3 separate regions of the Gossypium hirsutum genome follow, and all the other regions are linked to region 3. The links are chromatin contacts, called in public Hi-C maps. All regions are on one chromosome and are shown on one strand. The core of a region is the stretch at or near the end of the contact, and the rest is flanking DNA. Distances in the headings are between cores, read along the strand shown. Region 1 holds the start of LOC107888958 (universal stress protein PHOS32). Region 2 holds the start of LOC107888960 (serine/threonine-protein kinase EDR1). Region 3 has its middle 52 kb from the start of LOC107890249.

Evidence for each region. Hi-C and Micro-C count contacts between places; a contact is called where the count stands out from the background.
Region 1: a Hi-C map of hypocotyl shows a contact between it and region 3, with 3 times the contacts expected there. The contact joins the promoter of LOC107888958 here to the enhancer-like site in region 3. A contact is called at or near these places in 6 of 34 Hi-C or Micro-C datasets (anther, hypocotyl, leaf and 1 more).
Region 2: a Hi-C map of leaf shows a contact between it and region 3, with 2.1 times the contacts expected there. The contact joins the promoter of LOC107888960 here to the enhancer-like site in region 3. A contact is called at or near these places in 7 of 34 Hi-C or Micro-C datasets (callus, hypocotyl, leaf and 1 more).

What each region holds. Positions count from the first base shown.
Region 1 is chrA09:57,339,890-57,343,212 of Gossypium_hirsutum_v2.1, forward strand. It overlaps LOC107888958 (universal stress protein PHOS32), which reads right to left and starts at 1,382. Exons shown (of 4, transcript XM_016813235.2): 1 at 1,137-1,382; 2 at 918-1,027; 3 at 689-807; 4 at 185-522. The coding sequence starts at 1,317. The coding sequence ends at 444.
Region 2 is chrA09:57,396,222-57,399,809 of Gossypium_hirsutum_v2.1, forward strand. It overlaps LOC107888960 (serine/threonine-protein kinase EDR1), which reads left to right and starts at 1,945. Exons shown (of 13, transcript XM_016813237.2): 1 at 1,945-2,594; 2 at 2,697-3,102; 3 at 3,197-3,588. The coding sequence starts at 2,167.
Region 3 is chrA09:57,272,764-57,276,332 of Gossypium_hirsutum_v2.1, forward strand. No RefSeq gene overlaps it. Among protein-coding and RNA genes, the nearest start is that of LOC107890249, 52 kb to the right of the region's middle. Within about 2 kb of position 1,623, at least 8 of the 9 cell types and tissues checked have an H3K27ac peak or open chromatin away from gene starts, as enhancers often do. A contact at or near this core is called in hypocotyl and leaf, where this site is marked.

The DNA of each region.
Region 1 (3,323 bases), core at 132-2,631, 67 kb after region 3:
ACAAAATTTAGACTAGTTGATACTTTGATGTAGAGCCATTGGCTTCCCAATAATTTTTTAAAATTTTCCTTAAACTCTTAAACTTTTTTGAAAATTTCAATTAAGTTTTGTTAAAATTTTTAAAAATTCTCGTAAAATTTTATAAAATTTTAACACCAATATCCGTCTATCAACAATTATGATGTGTTAGAACCAGCAGTTCTTAGAAACTGCCTACACAATTTATTCTCACATCACTCAATTGGTAAGTCTAGTTTACACAAACACCCATCTCAATATACAACAAGATGAAGTGTGTTCAGCTTCAACAAAAGCTTTAATTACTTCCATACATACAATCCCATGCAATAAAACATAAATCAAGCTACATATCTCAACTATTCCTTATTACTTCTATTATGGGAAAACACTTTTAAAACCTCAAAGGCAATGAAAAACAATCCTTAAACATGATGCTTCACCACAGTAACAGGACAGGAGCCATTGTTCACTACATAGTTGCTTACACTGCCCATTATAGCCCTGAAAATAAAAACAAATTAAAATCTCGGAATATGATAATATATGTTGCTATGACTCTTCACTTCTTTGAAAAAATATCAGTGTTTGATATCCTCTCATAAAAATATATAATTTAATCTCATAGTCTAAAAACGAAAGAAGAGATTAATTGATGAAAAAGGTTTACCTCTTAAGCGTGCCAAGCCCTCTATTTCCTACAATTATGCAGCTAAGAGGGATAGTATCAATGGCCTCACATAACTTCTCACGAGGATCACCCCAGTATATCTTCATCAGCACCTCAATCTGATGATTTGTGAGTAAAATATATCAACTTACTAATAATAATTAACAATAACTGAAACAAAATGAATTAAGTTCAATTTCATGGATTTTTGTGGGAAGAAGAAAAGTACTTGGGTTTGCCTAGCAGCAGTGGTGACAATATCCAAAGTTTCAGGGTCTGGCTTTACTCCATACCTCTTCATGATAATTGGATCACAGAATTCACTTAATGGGATTAAAGCTACATTAACATAGTAAAATTAAAAAAGTCATTTCTTTAAGCTTATCCTGGATTCTTTTTTCTCGAGAAACAAACGATAAAAATTAATTAGAGGAAGAAGAGTATGTACGTGAACCGGTGGCTTCCCAAAGCTGTATCTGATCGCCTTCGTCATAATGACCTTCAGGTCGAACGGCAACAAGGATAAGATGATCCCCTTTCCGGATAACGTTATCCACAGCCCATTTCAACGCATTCTTGCTGCTTGGAGAGAAATCAACAGCAATCCCAACTCTCCTATCAGCCGCCATATCTCTCCGCTCTGTCTTTACTTTTTTCTATGATCACCCTAATATGCTTAGCCCTGTGTGTATATATATCTATATTAAACTTTTTAAACCCTTTTATAGCTGGAATTTTTATGGGAATAAATTTCATTTTGGAATTTACTTTTTTATATAATTATTTTAGTCCAAAGCACTAACATTATGAAAGAATATTACGTCTTAATTCAAAATATTAAGATCATTAAATATTTCCTTAGTTAACTTGTATAAATTTTTTCAAACAATGTGAAATTTATTTCGTAAAATTCTGGCTATAAAAATAATCATTTTTTTAATTTTTTATTTAAAAAATTCAACTCAACCTCATTATATGAGTTTTTTTTAATTTATATTAATAGTACAACTTTTTAATGATATTAATAAAGAATAGTATTTGATGCATACTATTGCACGAATCTCATGCATCATCTATAAATAATAACATACTACATTATTATTAAATAAAATAAAAAATTGTGAAGGATTTATAAATAAATACTAATAATTTTTTTAAAACAAATTTAAATATTAATTTTGTTATAACTACTATAAATATATATTAATAACTCTCAAGCTTAGAGTTTACGATCTTAGGTTTAAAATACCGAATTTAAGCCGGATAGATCATCGATGATGCATCACATATTCTCTTTATTAATAATTTATCTAAAATATAAATTTGATAATTAAATAATTAAATTATATAATATAATTAAGCATAATGTAAAGAAGAAAAGTGACCTATATTTTATACGAGCAAGTGAGTCGGAATGAATAGAAAGGCATCAACTTTAGATAAAGAGAGAAAGGGCCAGAAACTGAAGAAAAGTTTGTAATGGAGTTTACTTTTTGAGGTAAGGGTTGGTGTATGATTTTTCGCCTTTTCTTTTTTTTTTTATCATAAGAATTTTGGCATTTTTTGAGCCACCGATGGAGATAAGACGGTGATTGTGAAAGTTTAGACATTGTCTGAGAAGTATCGGATTCTTTGTTGTTGTCGGGTGGTGACCTCCACGTGGGCAATCAATGTTTGATGAATTTTTGTCTAGCTTTACTTTAATGAGTGTCTGGTGCATATAAATGATTAACTTGTAAGAATAATCATTGTTAATTACAAATTATAATAACATGGTTTATAAATATACGGATTTGAGGGAATATGATAAATTTTGTTGAGGCAAGTGCTATGGTCGTTATGGTTAACATTGCGATGAGTTGAGTTTTTTTTTTTCTATTAACTTGTTATTTTTAGGATAGGTAATTTTTAAAATAAAATTTTTGAGCTATAAATTATGTTGATATCATGAAAATATGATTATCCATCTATAAAGATCAAATTCATTTTAGACCTTATCATGAGTCATGTTATTTGGCCCTACTTGAAGGTCTACCCGAAAGTTAAAATAGTTTGTGTAAAAATATAGGTTTAAAAAATGAGCTTAGGCAAAAAACGATGCCCGTTTTATAAGCGGGTCGAGCCTCAAGTAAGCTTTTTTTTTATCCTGGGCTCGACTGGGCCTAAATTTACAAAAAATAAAAAATTAAACATGTTATTTTGGTGCTATTCTGCTACTATTTCGTTATTATATTGTTATTATTTTGTTGTTATTGTTTGGATATTATTGTAACTCTTGTTTTATTGTTAATTTTACTACTATTTTAGAGGCATTTCCTTGCTAAGTTGCACATATCTTAGTGTTAAATTTTTTAGTTTATTTGATATATTATATTTTTAATTTTTTTAAATAATAATATAAGAAATTTTAATACGAGAGGACTGGGTTAGGTTTGCATAAAATTTTAAGTCTATTTTTTGGATCAGGCTAAGAAAATGGGCCTAAAATTATATTGAGGTCCAGCCTAGTCCATGATCATCTCTAATCCATTTGAAGCAAATTATCTGAAAGATTAGATTGGATCGGATTAAGCAATTGGATTCCTTTAAATTATTGAGAATGAATAATGACTGCTTTGAAGACTTATATCAAACA
Region 2 (3,588 bases), core at 695-3,194, 120 kb after region 3:
GAAATCAACATCTACATATTTTTTAAGTTGGCCAGTGGAGTCATATCTTGGAGAATTGTTGAATAGACACTAGCAGTAACCTCTACTATAGAGGCTAAGCTTGTTTCATGTTTTGAAGCTACCTTGCAGGATATTTGGTTAGGAAGTTTTATTGCGAGTTTTGGAGTGTTCAACATATCTCTAGACCCATATGGATATATTAGGACAATATGGCAGGGATGTGTTAAAGTAAACACATTAACGTTAAATACTTAGTAATTAGGGAACACATTAAATCATGAAATTGCTCATAAAACACATAAGTACAAAGTTAAATATAGTTGATCGCTTGACAAAAGGAATACCACTAAAGTTGTTCAACGGACATGTGGTTGAAATATAGTTCAATTTAAAAAATTATATAAATTGAGAATTCATTTAAAATTATTATTTTTGAAATTATAAAAAAAATATAAAATTATTTAAAAAATACATGTAGAATGAACTTCCATAAAAAAACTCAAACCTCCATTTATTCAGATTATTCTAGACATCTACTTTTAAGGTTATTTATTTATTTATTTAAAAAAGATAGTTTTTAAGAATTATTATAGCTTTTTAAATAAATTTTAATATTTTTATTATATATAATTGAATTGTTTATAAAATGTAAATGATGACTTAACGCTTTTAAGAGAATACGGAGACTTCAAAAACTAATGTGAAGCAAAAACCAAATTAGGAGAAATTATTGAATTGAAAATTAAATATTTTTTTTATCCCTTTTATTATACTTTGAAAGGGAAACTTGTAGCTTGGACCAAATAATGAAAGAAAATTACTTGCCATAAAAAGCCACAAAACTAGAACATTTGATTGTTGGTTAAACGGAAAAAAAGAAGAAGAAGATGGTTTTAATTTTTTTTAAGTAATAAATAAAGTCGGTCCAATTAATACCTCTCAAACCCTACCCTTAGCGAAAAAGTGAAACCCGGAACATCATATCGAAGGAGGAACCTTGAAGTTAGCGTTTGTGATGACGCGCTACATTCATTGGACATTCACCTGAAATTCTATCACTTAATTGGATGATTTCAATCACGTGAATTTTAGCTCGTGGGGATGCTACCCTACTCCTTAGTCTATTTTTTTTTCTCTGATAAGACACTCCTTAGTGTATTTAAAGCATCTGGTATTCACGATGAGATAAAGGGTCTAATTTCAAGACACCTCCGGGTATTATAGACCTGATTTTAATTTGGTCCTGATTTTTGAAGTATCATCTGAGGGCGAGTTGAAATCGGTTTAATCAATCATTCGGTTAAGTTGGTGTCTATTAAGGTTTTACTGATTAAATCGTTTATAATCTTGGTTTAAGCTTAACTTGGTTAGTCAATTCGATTAAAATCGAATGTTGTTGGATAAGTTTGAAAAATCAACCTAATCAGCTAAAAATCCAAAAACTAAATGTATCATATCGATTAAGTCAGATCACTAGTCTAACCATTAAATTGAATGTTAAATATCAACTTGTATCTAACATGAAGATCATTTATACATGTAAATATTTTTTTCGCTTTTGTTTTCATATTTTTTTATCTTTTAGTGTTGTTCATGTTTATTTTACAATTTAAGTTCGGGATTCAAAGCTATCATTTTTAACAATATCGTCTCAAAGCTCAACATAAAAAAAGTATATATGTATTTTTAAAATATACTATACATATTTAAATTGACTTTCATGTTAGATTAGAACTTTACATTTTATGATTAAAAACCTAATTGATGAAACACCTAATTGATACAATATTAATAATTGGATCCAATTGAAGTATTTTAAAATTTAGAAACCTATTTAAAATTTAGAATATAATGCGAGAACACCATAAGGAATTAACCCGAAAAAGGAAAAAAAAAACAAAAAACCAGAAAGAAACTGTCCCAAAACAAAGAAAAAGGCAAGAAAAAAAGAAAAGATAAATAGAAAAAAGGAAAAGAGAAATAGTTGAAGTCTTTGAGTCTTAGACCTCTCTTAAAAGAGAAAGAGGACTGTTTATTTCTACAGAAAGTGAGATTTTTGTATCTTATCAAAGCTTTGAACTTTGAAGCCCCTTCCTATGGTTTGACTTTTTGATTTGGTGAAGTGTACCAAAAAAAAAAAAAAAAAGAAAGAAAAAAGTAGCAAAAATGGAAACACCTACAGCGGATGAGCTTTTGAGGAAGATCCAAGAACTGGAGGCAGGACATGAGCATCTCCAGCAAGAAATGTCTAGATTAAAACAATCCGGCGCCGGTCAGTCAAAGCCCGACCACATTCGTCAAAGATCCCACTCTACTTCCCCTCAACGCCGCCGCTGCCCGGGGAATTCGGCTGCGGCGGCGGCTACGTCGGCTGCTGCTTTGAAGAAAAGTTCTTGCTCGTTTCGGCATTCGTCGCCGTTGCAAAGAGAGAGCAGAAGGTGTGATACCGGAAATGGCGGCGGCGGAGGTGATGGAGAAGGCCGGAATACTGGTCCGGCTGCCGTTAATTTCACCAACAGTCAGTATTTAAATATTTTGCAGTCTATGGGACAATCTGTTCATATATTTGACCTTAATGGCCGTATAATTTATTGGTAAGAGGGTTACTTTCATGCCTTTAATGTTCTAGTCAGTGATTAACCTTTGTTATTAGTAAATGTAAGTAGCATTCTTATTGAATTGGGCATTTTTTGCAGGAACCGAACTGCGGAAAACCTTTATGGTTATTCAGCGGCGGAGGCTTTAGGGCAAGATGCCGTTGAACTTCTTGTCGATCCCAGGGACTTTGCGGTGGCGAATAATATAGTTCATCGTGTTATGATGGGTGAGAGTTGGACTGGGCAATTTCCTGTTAAGAATAAAATGGGGGAGAGGTTCTCAGCTCTTGTAACTGATACTCCTTTTTATGATGATGATGGTTCTTTGGTTGGAATTATTTGTGTATCCAGTGATTCTCGGCCTTTTCAAGTTGCATTTTCGGCTGAAAAGCAACCTGAAGGAAATTCGACCTTCAGCCGGTCCAAAAATGCTGTTTCAGCTAAACTCGGTCTTGATCCTCAGCAACCTTTGCAAGCTGCAATTGCGTTGAAGATAACGAATTTGGTATTGGTTCCTTAATTTTCATGTAGTTTCTGGTTGGTTTTTTATTGTTATTGTAGTTTGTCTTGGGTTGATTGTGAAAGAGTTACTAATGCAGGCGTCCAAGGTGAGCAACAAAGTGAAGTCCAGAATTAGGACCGGAGAGAATTGCATTGATCCGGAAGGGGGAAGTGGAGATAGTCATCATTCTGATCATGTTTTGTCCGATGCTGTACATTTCGATCATAAAGAAGATGCAACTTCGAGTGCAGCCAGTACACCGAGGGGAGATGTACACCCATCTGCCTTTGGTGTATTTTCTCCTTTTGAGGAGAAGCCTGCAGTTAAAACCTCGAGAGATTCTGGTGATGAGAGTGAAGGAAAGCCTGCAATCCAAAAGATTATGACATTAATGAATAGGAAAGGGTTATCATGGCCTTGGAAAAGGAATGATCAAGAAGGATTGGAGGCAAGGACTGCACGTTTTGTTTGGCCTTGGTTGGGCAATGA
Region 3 (3,569 bases), core at 373-2,872:
AAACAAAAGATTGAATTTTTTATTGTTTAATGAAAACCCTAAATTAAAATTCTTGATATGAATATTAACAACTAAAAGAATTTCAGATAAAAAAAAGGGATACCCGCAAAGGGATTGTGAACAAACAAGCCGATTCAAATCAGAAAAAATCGGATTGAGAAACTAATTATTCAAGAACGTGAAGAATTTAAAAATACAATGATTAGGAACAAAAATGATTACCATATTCTTATTTTTCGACAACCATTTCATTTTAAGTTTTAGAACATAAGTTTGTCGGTGAAGAAGACATACCTGGACCCTCCATTGAATCCTCTTTTGTTTTCGTAGGTGAATAATTTTTTTTGATGATAATAGCTGTTTTAGTCATTGAAAAAGAAAACTAAAAAAATGGGGAGATGAATAGTTTTTTAACTAAGATTTAGGGTTTAAAATCTTTAATTAATTAAATTTATTTAATAAAAAATCTATTCTCATCCCATTAGAAAATTCAAGTTGGCACTTAAAATCTAGTTGGACTGCCACGTAGGATTACCATTAAGGAGATAACGAAACTTAACGGAAGAGTGATCACTTTGTAACAAATAACATAAGTGACTAAAACGTAATATTTCAAATATAAATGACTAAAATATAACATGAAACAAACAAAAGTGACTATTTTTTAATTTACCCAAATTTTAAACTCTTAATAGTTAATTGAATGATTTTTTTTTAAAAAAATAACTAAACTAAATTATTTTAATTAATTCAATCAAGAATTAATCGAAATTTATATATTTTTAATTTTTTTATTAAAATAAATATAAAATATATTAAAAAATTAACCGAATTAACAAGGTACTTTTCAGTCACTTCGTTAACTTTTGGCTTTTTTTTTCTCTTTTTTATTTTTAATTTGTGCCAATTGATTGTGGTTATTCAATATCAGAAGCTGCAGAAACAGTGAAGTGCATTGTTAGGAGTAAGTTTCAAACCTGAAAAGTTCATTCCAGGCCTTGTTATTCGTTTCATATAGGGGTTATTTGTGGATTTGTCAAAACCCACTAAAACCCTTTCCAAGAAGAAGAATTTCCTACCTGGAAAGCTTCAAGAACTAGACTTTAACAAGTCCTTAAAACGGTATGTTTTATTTTTTTGGCTTCTTTTTTTAAGCAATTAAAGCAATCAAAAGAGCAAAGACCCAATTCAAACCAGACATAATCAACAAAGAAGAGTAGGATAAAAATCAAAGACAATCAATAGAGAAAAGTAGGGGGGATTTAGTGACTTGGTGGTGGTGGACGTCGGACGGTAATGAATGTTTCGGGCTGTCGGGTTAGGGCGTCACTCGAAGATGATGGTGACTGGACGGCGGTGAGTGAAGGTGAACTCGAAGCCGGTGATTGTCGTTAGAAGGGATTTTGGGAGATTTCGGAGGATTTTCAATTTGGGGAGATGGGATTAGAGATTTAGGGTTATTGGGTTCAGGGATTTGAATTTCAGATAATTTTTAGTTTAGGGTTACTACAATGTTTAGTTCAAAGGGCGGTTGCCTGTAGATATTATTTTTTTTTTTGCTTTGAGGATGTTTAGGTTTTATTATTAAGTTATTAAATTACTTTTAGTTTAAAGAATTGGGTTGGGTTTATAAATTATATTGAATTGGGTTGCTGGTTGGGGCTTAGGTGGGTAGTGGGTAGTGGGTAGTGGACAGTGGGTTAATTGTTAATATAATATTAATTATTAAGTTCGGTTAATTCGATTAATTATCTGATTTTGAGTTGAATTAATCGTTATTCAAAATTTCAAAAAAAAATTTAACTGACTTCCGACTGAATTAAATTGGTTAACCGACTAATTAACTGAATTAAATCGATTCGATCAATTAATTTAGTTTTAATCGAAATTTAAACACCAAAATGCGAATCAAAATTCTGTTTTTATTTCTGTTGGTTGAACCAATGGAACAAATCGTATACCAAATTCGGTTGAAACTTGTTTTTCGTTTGCATGAAATTTCGGATATATTTCAGCCATTACCAACACTTAAAATTCATTATATCATACCTTTGGTATATTGTCTGACACCTCACTAAAAACTCTTTTAAAAGATTCATATAATTAAAAAATTTTAAAAATTGATTACATTTGATGAGATGTCGTTGTTGGAGCCTCGTTATGTTGTATGGCATAGCGGAAAAAAAAGCTTCCATCAATCACAAACCGCGAATTCATGTGCAAGAAAAATTCAAAAATATGCCTTTAAAATCTGGAAACATCACTGGCACAAAAGTGATTCCTCTGTTTATGTCCAACCCCGGCCACAATGTAAAATTTTGACGTCTGCTTGATCCACTTGAAAAAGCATGATTGGAAAATCTCTCAGAACCTTTTAGAAAGAAAACTACTTTTCGTTACAAGTCAAAGATAGTATTTTGGGTAAAAAGAAATTGAGATTAAACTTATCTTTTTATTCAAAACTACTTTTAATGGCCATTAACCACTAAGTGGAAAGATAAGGTATTATCTTTTTAAACCTCATTTTCTCCCTTACATAAGAAGATATCAATTTCAATTAAATCCTAACATAATCTCCTTACCCGAATTTTATTAAATATAATATTTAATATACTCGAAAAGGCATATTTATAAATTCAAATATGTATAGATTTTCACATTTATTTTAATTTAATCCTCTATACATAAGCATCAAGTGTATACATATATTATGATTAATTTTAACATTATAAAATTAACTTAATTATTACAATATTTCTATAATTAAATTAACTTTTATGACATATTAAATATAATCTCAATTTTCATTATATTCAGATCGTCTCAACTAAAGGGTGTGACTCTATAGAATCCTATAATGTTAGCAATAACATTAAAATAATTCTAATGTTACAAACAATGATGACATCTAGAAATGCGTCACTACTACCTAAGTTATAGGAAGTCGTGGTTCGATGTGGTCTTCTGTGATAATATTATATAGAATATCTTTTTGTCATTTATATCTTTGATTAAACACAAGTCATGGAATAGTCACATTTGTATAGCCCAATCTTTTATTTCTTGATTGTCGAGTAGACAAGATAAACAAATAAGTGTGAAATCTCATGTCAACTCATATGAGCATGACCATGCATTTCTAGTTTCAATCAATCAAAGGCATGAGATATTTCTCCCATTATGTAGGAGGGACAAATCCTTTCTTGATCACTCACATTCCACTATACAGATTATGGCACACCTAACATCAGCCTTTATAATACAACCATTTTCGGAAGACGTTTGACTGTGTCAAAGCATATGACTCACAATGTTGGAACAGGGATGATCTCAAGTCTAAGGATCATACAAACAACTATAACTATGAGAAATGTTATGATTATTACATAATAATCCAAGAAACATTTTCATAGCAAGTAAGTTCAGTATATTATTGTCTAAACCCACAATAATACTTGACTAAAGACATTTAAGAATGACCATATCATTCTCTAGACATTATCATTATATAGTTTACTTAAACACATAAATTATAACGGCAAGATTTTTAGTGGTACTGAAAAATGTGA